2 separate regions of the Cydia pomonella genome follow, and region 2 is linked to region 1. The links are chromatin contacts, called in public Hi-C maps. All regions are on one chromosome and are shown on one strand. Each heading gives the region's core, a stretch centred on a gene start, on an enhancer-like site or on the middle of the called end of the contact. The rest is flanking DNA. Distances are from core to core; before and after follow the strand shown.

Region 1 (4,362 bases), core at 936-3,435:
TGGCACAGGTAAACGAGTCACGTTTCAGCGTTTTGTTGAAAATGTAAACAAAGTTGTTCCGGATAAGATAAAAACAAGTTGGTACGTAGGTAAGTGTGAAGTTTCGGTAACTGATAAAGCGAAGACGCGCGTCCTCTGCATATTTGTGTATGTACTCCGCCTAACTAGGCGAGAAGGAAAAATTTATTCTAACTACTAGCATAATTGTGTCTTGATATCTTCCTGGTTATTTCACGGCCAGTATCATTGCGAAATATTACGTCGTAATTTTATTACTGACTTTTCCCTAGTTGTGTGTTGTCAACTGATAATTGTTTATTGACGTTTCATTGCAAATATAAACTGTCAGGCGTAATTTAGGCGGGAATTTTTAAATGACTATACCTGACAAAAAATCTCTTTGACAACTAAGGTTTACGTTTTAATTTCCGACTACGGACTCACCGAAGCTGCCGTGAATGGATTTAATAAGTGAAAAAAAGTATCTGTGTGTATGGCAAATTCTGTCAAAATGTTTATCATGTTGACATGGCAAGAAGTCATTAACTATAGTCATTTTGTAGCTTTAATTCACGTGATCTTTGGCGGATCGATCTCTAGATCAATAAAATAGCTAATGCACCAGTAGATAAAGGTATAATGTTTACGATTTTTTTCTAGTTTTTGATGAGCTTTATGTCACCAAGTAAATAGTAAGAAAATATCCGTATTGAATACATTTCGTTCACTCATGTCCATAATCCGAGCACCAAAAAGGCTTCACTCACCTAGGGGCGTTGACCCTGTATCCTATATTCGCTTGCAGAGGGTTGTGCTTGTCCACAGCGGCCCCAAAGCTGGCGGAACCCGCGTAGCCGACCGAGCCAGTAGAGTTCGCCGTCCTGTCGGCCAAGGGACACCCTCTGAAACACGATGCACCTCGATGTAGCTCGAATTCTCACTCCCCAATCTCCCTATTCAACCCTTGGTTTATAAGCCAGGTTAAATGTCAAAAATCTTCAAATGTTTTTTTAAAGACTTGTATTATCGTAAATCTTCGTGCGAAAATTTCCTGAACGCCCCAATAGCGTACGTGTCAGACGTACTTTTTTTTATCGCGCTAAGCGCCGTAAATTTCGCTTCAGCCAGCACGTCAACAATCGAAACGTTCATCGAGTCGTGGCACTTTACATAATTCATAAACCTTTATTCAGGTATTCCGATGGATGCACGCTCACTGAAAATTTCCGGTGAATTTTTCCACGTTTTTAATGGATTATCCGATGGATAAAAAAAAATTGTTCTATATTTTATATTGCACTTGAAAAAAATCCTTTCGTGAATTTCTCTTCCAGTTATCAATTTCAACCCTTTTTTGTGTACGTCACGATGAACGCTTCGCTCGTGAGTCCCGTCAGTCGATCAGCTGTGGCAAAATCCAACGTGCGCTCTATTTTACGACAGGTGGTGTGTGTCTATAGTTCAGTTTTAGACAAGTTTATGTAATTTTATTCGTTGATAAATATTATTTACTTGTATACATATTTTTAATAATGATTTTTATAATTCACAACGATTTTTATTTACTTGTAAAACTTCTATAAACACCACGCAAAACTTAAAAAAAAATCACTTTATTTACTTGAGTTAGCACTGTCACGGGGCACAAATCCTTTGAGGAATCACTCAGTTTTTCTTTCCAAAATCCAATGTTATCACATAAATGCAATCCTTTTGGTAAGTTCACTGCACTGTTTTGTTGTTCAAAATCCACAAAAGTCTCAAATCACAAAACTTTTAAAACAATCCAAATCCTGTGTGATGAGATTTTTTTTTTTCCACTGTATTCCAGTATTTGATAAGGGTCCTGAATATGGTTATCGTCTACACGAGAGTCCGACTTTGAAATCACCGAAACATTATTGACGTGCGTTCGCGAGAGTCGACAGCAACGTCACTGACGGCGAGCAACCGCGTGTTCGGCCGCCAAAGGTAACACTGGCGAGCCGGCGACGGTGAGTGGATGCGGCGCGGGGCGCTCCCACCCCGCGCGGCGTTGCCAGCTCGCGGCGATAAGTGGCGCACCCCCGCGTCCCCCGCTCGGGTGTCGTCGTCTCGACACTCGGCATTCGGCCGCGCTCGGGCGTCGCCGTCGCTCCCTCGGCCCGCTCGCTTCGTCTCGCGCGCTCGACGTTTTCACGTAACGGTCCCCGATCGAGCGTGATACAGCGAGTGCGATAGTTGCAACGCTCTGTTCTGTCGTCATTCGATTAGGCAGTACAATCGAAGTAGATCGCTATTGCAGGATGATACTGCCACTTAATATAATCATGTCGTATTTTATTATTAGTAGCATATTTATAGTCTTCAATTGATTATTCCATAATTATATTATTTAATTACTACATTACAAGGTTAACGAGCTGCGTGTAACACTATAAAATATCTAGGTACTTATAATTATCTGGGTGTCCTAGAGATAAAGGTGCGCAAAGATGGCACCACTGTTTAACCTAAGCCGCCATGTTTGAGGACAATATTGAATTTGGCGCCAAGTTTCAAATTTAAAAACACTTGAAAATATTTAACCTACGCAAGAATGATTATCAATCAATGTCTAAGTAAGTTACAACAATTAGTATCCAACTTATTCTGCGTGTATTCAATGATTAACTGATTAAGCTTTCGTCTGTGTTTGATAAGGATCGTAACTGAATTATTCAGTCATCTATTATTATTGTTTACAGACAAGACAAGATTTACTTTTATTTTAGACCAATAAATTACACATACGAAAGGTTAAGAAAAGGAATTTTCGACCGCAAATGCGAGGTCATTAAAAATGACAGTGTTAATCTAAATGCTACCGACCTCACCTACCTGATAAAACTATAAAAAAAAAAAAAACATAAATAAGGCATACAGGCAACATTGGGTATCTCCACTTTCGTGATAACCTGGAAAGTGTACAGGTAGCTACCGGCAAATTCGGACGTCTCCACGCTTGATACCCTAACTGGCAAGGCGTAGTCGCTATGTTTTTGCGCAGCGGCAGCGGTCAAGCAGCGTACGGGCATAATAATTAGCGGCGATAAACAATAGGCATGTCCTCTCCGCTACCTGACGACGAGGACGTCAGTCGTCCTGCCATGTCCTTGCCGCTCGCTAGGTCGACTCACACCAAATCACGCACACCTTCAAAACAAATACATCTTAAGCGAACGCGTGACGTACTCAATAATTATCTTTTAATTGTTATTGACAATATTGAGTAGGTACTTAATATTATAGGGATCACGAATATAAAAACTGTCAAGATAATGAGATTATCGATGTTTAATAGTTCTGTCGCTAATTTTATATTTTAGTACATCAATTCGCGACGGTATATTGGAGAGAAATGAATTACACATTAGAGAGATATTTCTTTGGGAATTGTACTAAATATTTAGGGTTCTCATATCGAAGGCCAAAAATATCTTTATAAGTATTCAGAATGTCACGATTATAGAATTCATCTTATAAGTGGTAAGGTACTCCATGCCCTTAAGTATAAGAGACGTTTTTATCAGGAAATATTAAGTCATACAAATGTAGCCAGAATTCAGCACCATCCCAAACATTTGGCAGTGCAACCCTAACTAATAGTCCTCTTACTCGTAGTTGAACGGAAATCGTAACGTTTCTGTGTACTGTCGCGCATGTGATACATGGTCATTACAGTAATGAAAACACGTTTAGTTTTACTACAGCAAGAAAACTACCGGAAAGTAAATGGCGGTAACAAAACTTTAAACTGAAAGTCACGGTAGTAAGGCGTAACGTAACGCCGTACGTTTCGTAGTAACTACGCGTGCGCGAGCGCCGGCGCGGGAAAGTCGGGAAAGCGCCGCGCGCGCTACTAACTTTTCTCGATTATGTAGACCTTAAGTCTACGTGTTAAAATCTATAATCCAATGGCAGCCGGCAAAATTTGAAAAGGTTCCTGTTCACATTCCTCTAATGACGACCTCTTGCCACTCATTTATAAAAATCACTTACTAATCACTTTGGATTTGTTCCAATTCTCAGTGGAGATTCGGTTTTTCTAATAGATTTAAGACAGCTATGGTAAAAACGCATGCTGCTGTCGTCGTTTTAGTGAATGTATCAATTAACAACCGTGAAAATATTCACAACCAAATTTTTTTGTCTGTTTTTGAGAAGGTGAATAGATACGCATTTAAATCCTTAAAACACCACAAGAATATAATTATTTGACCGGTGTTTATTTACAATATTATTATGAAATTTAACTGGGCTTGCAAAAAAGATTTGGATACCTTTCGGTACGGAATCCGAAGCTTTTTAAAGCAAAATTAGATGTTACGAATTATCAGTTAC
Region 2 (4,198 bases), core at 440-2,939, 190 kb after region 1:
GCAAGTAAGAAAATGCAAAATAATATTTGTTGCTTAAAGAACTGTTCATCTACAAAACTATCTTTAAATGTTGGATATCGAGACTGTTTTGTTGAATCTCGCTTAGTCTAGATGTTAAATTAGAATATTAGAATGTTCAATTTTTTGAATTGATATTTTACGATAATTGATTTTATTTATATAGGTATTTCTTTAGTTGACGGATGTGTGTATACCAGAAATATCTTATTCTGACATTCTTGTATTTTGCTATTCTAAAATATTATGATTACTTACCGATGTTGTACCGTATCCTGACACCAAAGCTTCACTCCCTGCCGTCAAACTATGGTTTGGCGGAGCTAAAGCTACGCTCTGGACATTCTTTCCAAACCTCATCTTCTTGGAAGTGACCAAGACGGCAATGTCATTTTCCAGGGTGGAGGAAGAGTATTCCTCATGGACATGTACTACGGAGATTTCGTAAGTTGTACCACCGCTCAGTCGTGAGGAGGTGCCCACTATTAGTCGGAGGTATGATGGTTCCGTTACGTAACTTGAAGAAAGAAGAAAAAATGTTAGATCTGTCAGCAATCATCTGCTCCCACGACATATAAAAAAAATGAAGTAAGTAGAAAAAGGCGAGGCAACATTAAATTTAGAGCATGACTGGTTCCTGGACCCTGTTGGTGCTCCAAACATGAGAATCGCGCTCATATTTGGAGCACCTTCAGGGTTCAGTGATCGCAACCATCGTTACTATAACTACTACTTTTCTACGGGCGACAGCTTCAAAATAATTGTGCATCATTTGATGGCATTGGCGTCATTTGTGCTTTAGCCTGTCACACGAATCATCACACTTTTACATATGTATAAAGCCTCTTCAAAGCATTTATTATTGTGCGCTGAAGTTCTAGGCTTCCATAGATTCCTTCTTTAGCTATTCTCAGATCAACCCACACACTACCACCATCGAAATATTAAAAAGTCCTTACCTAACTCCACAATGAGCCGCAGTAAGCACTGCTCGCACGTTGATGACGACCGCCCCACACATATGACCCCAGCCGGAGATGAGTCGCCGACGTAACGTCGCCTGGTATGGCACGTCCGATATGTCCACCGTATAACCGTTAACTATGCGTGCTGACTCTTCTACAACATTATCCGTAGGCAGTGATGCTACAGCTACAAAGAGACCTGCAATCAAATAAAGTAATATGACTTTTTCGAATACATCTATATTTTATATGCTATGCTAGTACCGACCTACCAGGAGTATAAAAAAAATTGCGGGGGTAAGGTTCTCTTTTACTAACGCTTCAAAAGAACCTATATATGCCTAATCATTTTAACCTTGATCGATTAAGAGCATAGCCTAGGAAAGTTCCTGTCTGCAGCAGCTGTAATTGCACACCTTTTACTAAATAAATTATATACTTATACTTACGTTAAACACATGTAACTGTGACTCCAAAATGCAGGGCACAGGTATCTCTCTTTCGTGAAGGGGTTTGGCTTAGACTCGTAGTCATCACGCCAGCCCAATGTAGATGTGGATTGGAAACCCACATCTTTCAATTATTTCGCTGATTTATAGAGCAGTAAATTTAAATAAAACTTACCTAGCAAGATATATTTTTGGAAGGCTATCCGCATTTTGGCAAGTAAAACAATCGACTAACGCAGAATTGGCATCTCATCGATAGTTGCAGATACGTTATCTACAGTAGTGGTACTCGAGATCTCTTTATCTGAGTTTTACTTGCTTCGCGGTTTATCCTTAACCATTCATAATGTTATCATAATGCTCATATTACTCTTTGGAATGTATTAGTTTGATAAAATTCTGTTTATCAACTTTTTTTTATTCTCGCTGTAATTATATAAGTAACCGCAGAATAAGTGTTTGTAAGTAATAAATAATATAACATAATTAGGTATAACATAATTAATGGCCTGATTCGAACTTTGAGATACGTCGTAAAGATACGATATGGATTAGATATCTGTGTCAAGAATGACGTTTCTTCTGACAAAAACGTCACTTTTGACACTGACATATCAAATTCATATCGTATCTTTGGGAAATTTTCGATGTATCTTGAATTTCGATACGGGCCGTAAGTTATTTATATCTACATCAAATAATAATCGATTATTTTGTCTGATGAAGGGATCCATAGAATTTATTCAAATACGAGTATGTATTACAGGCAAGTATTGCTAAGGGTTAAGGGGTCATGGTGCTTATGATTTAAAAATAGTTTTTGATTACATGGTTGCCCTTGTATTATGTCTGGTTTTATTAAGGTGAATCATAGCTGCACGTATAGACGTTTATCGGGTGCACCTTATCACTTTAGGGAAATACGTTGTTATGGATATCCCCTTTTTTATCGTACATTTATTTTACTGTACTTTCCGTATGTCCAGGATACCCGCTGGATTAACATCTGAATTGTAAATTTTATGATTTGCAGTAGGCTGATATCCCAGTCTGTTTTTTTATCACGTATTAAGTTTTTCATCATTTGTTTTGTTTCTTAATATGTATCCCATATACCAATAATACTTATAAGCCTCTGGTGGTATTACAATTAACGTCCTCGTACAAAACATTTATGAGCTCATTAGATTGCATCACATTATCAATAACATTAATTGTTTCGTTTTATAAATACGTGAAATTGCATTTTAATCACTTGCTTCTGAATGGTACGATAAAACCAAAATTTAAATGTTGCAGTATTAAGAGATCAGTTACAAAACGTAAGTACGCACTTAATTCAAGCTTATTCACTTCATAAATATCTTTGACCATAAAATGCTGGTAAATGTGCGGAAAGCATTATTTAATTATGTTTAGTTTTATAAAGTGCAGTGTGTTTATTGCCGATTTTATGAAGTATTCATTTATTAACCATATAAATTAAATCACGCGTTAAGTACCACGAAACATGGTTGTTTACATACAAACTTATTGACAACGAAAGTTAATAAATACGTAACTGGAGTCGTAATTTGCTTGCAAAAAGTTATTGGTTGGCAACAATGCATGGTGTTTTATACGTAAGTAGGGACCTAAAATAGTGTTAACTATCGCACTGATATACAATTATTAGTTTGCCTACTTTAAAAATATTTATAATTATGTATTAAATTCGTCTAAATACTCTAAATCGTATATGTACTAGGTTATGACGGTCAATATTTCTAACCACTGAAGAATCTAAGTAACAGAGGGCCTACCGCGAACCACGTTCGACGTGATGCCTCTCTGTCGCACTTGTAAATTCGCACGTAAGTGTGACAAGGAGGCTTCATGTCGAACATGGTTCGCGGTAGGCTGAGGGCCTACCTTTTGCCTTTGCTTGCCTAATCACCAACCAAATAATAAATCATATTAAATAGGATAGGCACTTAGTTATTCTGAAAAGTATTATCAATTACGATCAGTTTTTTATCGTTAAATTATTTGTGTCACGAGAACGCATAAAACTTACATCTACCTGGCAAAATTCTAAACTACTAACACAATCTGCTTTAATTCAGTACTAGTGTCGCCATCTATGTCTTGACGTTGCAACTGAATGCTCTTGAAATGCATCGTTCTCGGAATCGTCATATTGCCAGATTACTTTATTAACCTCGTATGTACTCTTTGCTTTTAAAAGATAACCTTATGGCGTTGATAATACAGGTGATATTTAAGTGTAGATTTAGTTAAAATACGTATTTGATGAAGTAAACAGGCTATAATCAGTATGCACTTGGTCAAGGGTCACCGCAACGGGGACGGTTTTTTTTAAGGCCAAGTACTGCTATTGTGAAATTTTACGCGGCTGTATAGAAATTGTGTGTGCCTGAAAAGTGTTTGAAAGGCGTTTGAAATTGGCGTGAACTACCTGCATACCAAGTGGCGACCTTGCGTTTGTATATGTTTACAACCACGGTCAAGGTCAAGAAAATAAATGCTTAAAAGCAATGTAAAACTAAAAAGATATGTTGATTGTTTAAAAAAAGGTAATTGGTTATTTTATAAAACTAAGATGAATGCAACGGAATTTAGTAGGTACTACATTTAATCAAAGAGAATTTGAAACAGTAGTGGATTGTCAAAGAAAACTTTGTAGCCACAGTAAATTTACTGCCATCTTTCGACACATGATTAAAACTTTTACAATGCCATTTGACTTTGATCCTTATTATTTCA

Evidence for each region. A called contact is a pair of places that touch in the nucleus more often than the background predicts.
Region 2: a Hi-C map of whole body shows a contact between it and region 1, with 4 times the contacts expected there. The contact joins the promoter of LOC133520615 here to the promoter of LOC133520614 in region 1. A contact is called at or near these places in 2 of 2 Hi-C or Micro-C datasets (both in whole body).

What each region holds. Positions count from the first base shown.
Region 1 is chr8:13,143,074-13,147,435 of ilCydPomo1, forward strand. It overlaps LOC133520614 (zinc finger MIZ domain-containing protein 1), which reads right to left and starts at 2,186. Exons shown (of 11, transcript XM_061855132.1): 1 at 1,622-2,186; 2 at 768-902.
Region 2 is chr8:13,336,448-13,340,645 of ilCydPomo1, forward strand. It overlaps LOC133520615 (trypsin alpha-3-like), which reads right to left and starts at 1,690. Exons shown (of 4, transcript XM_061855133.1): 1 at 1,608-1,690; 2 at 978-1,182; 3 at 277-535. The coding sequence starts at 1,641.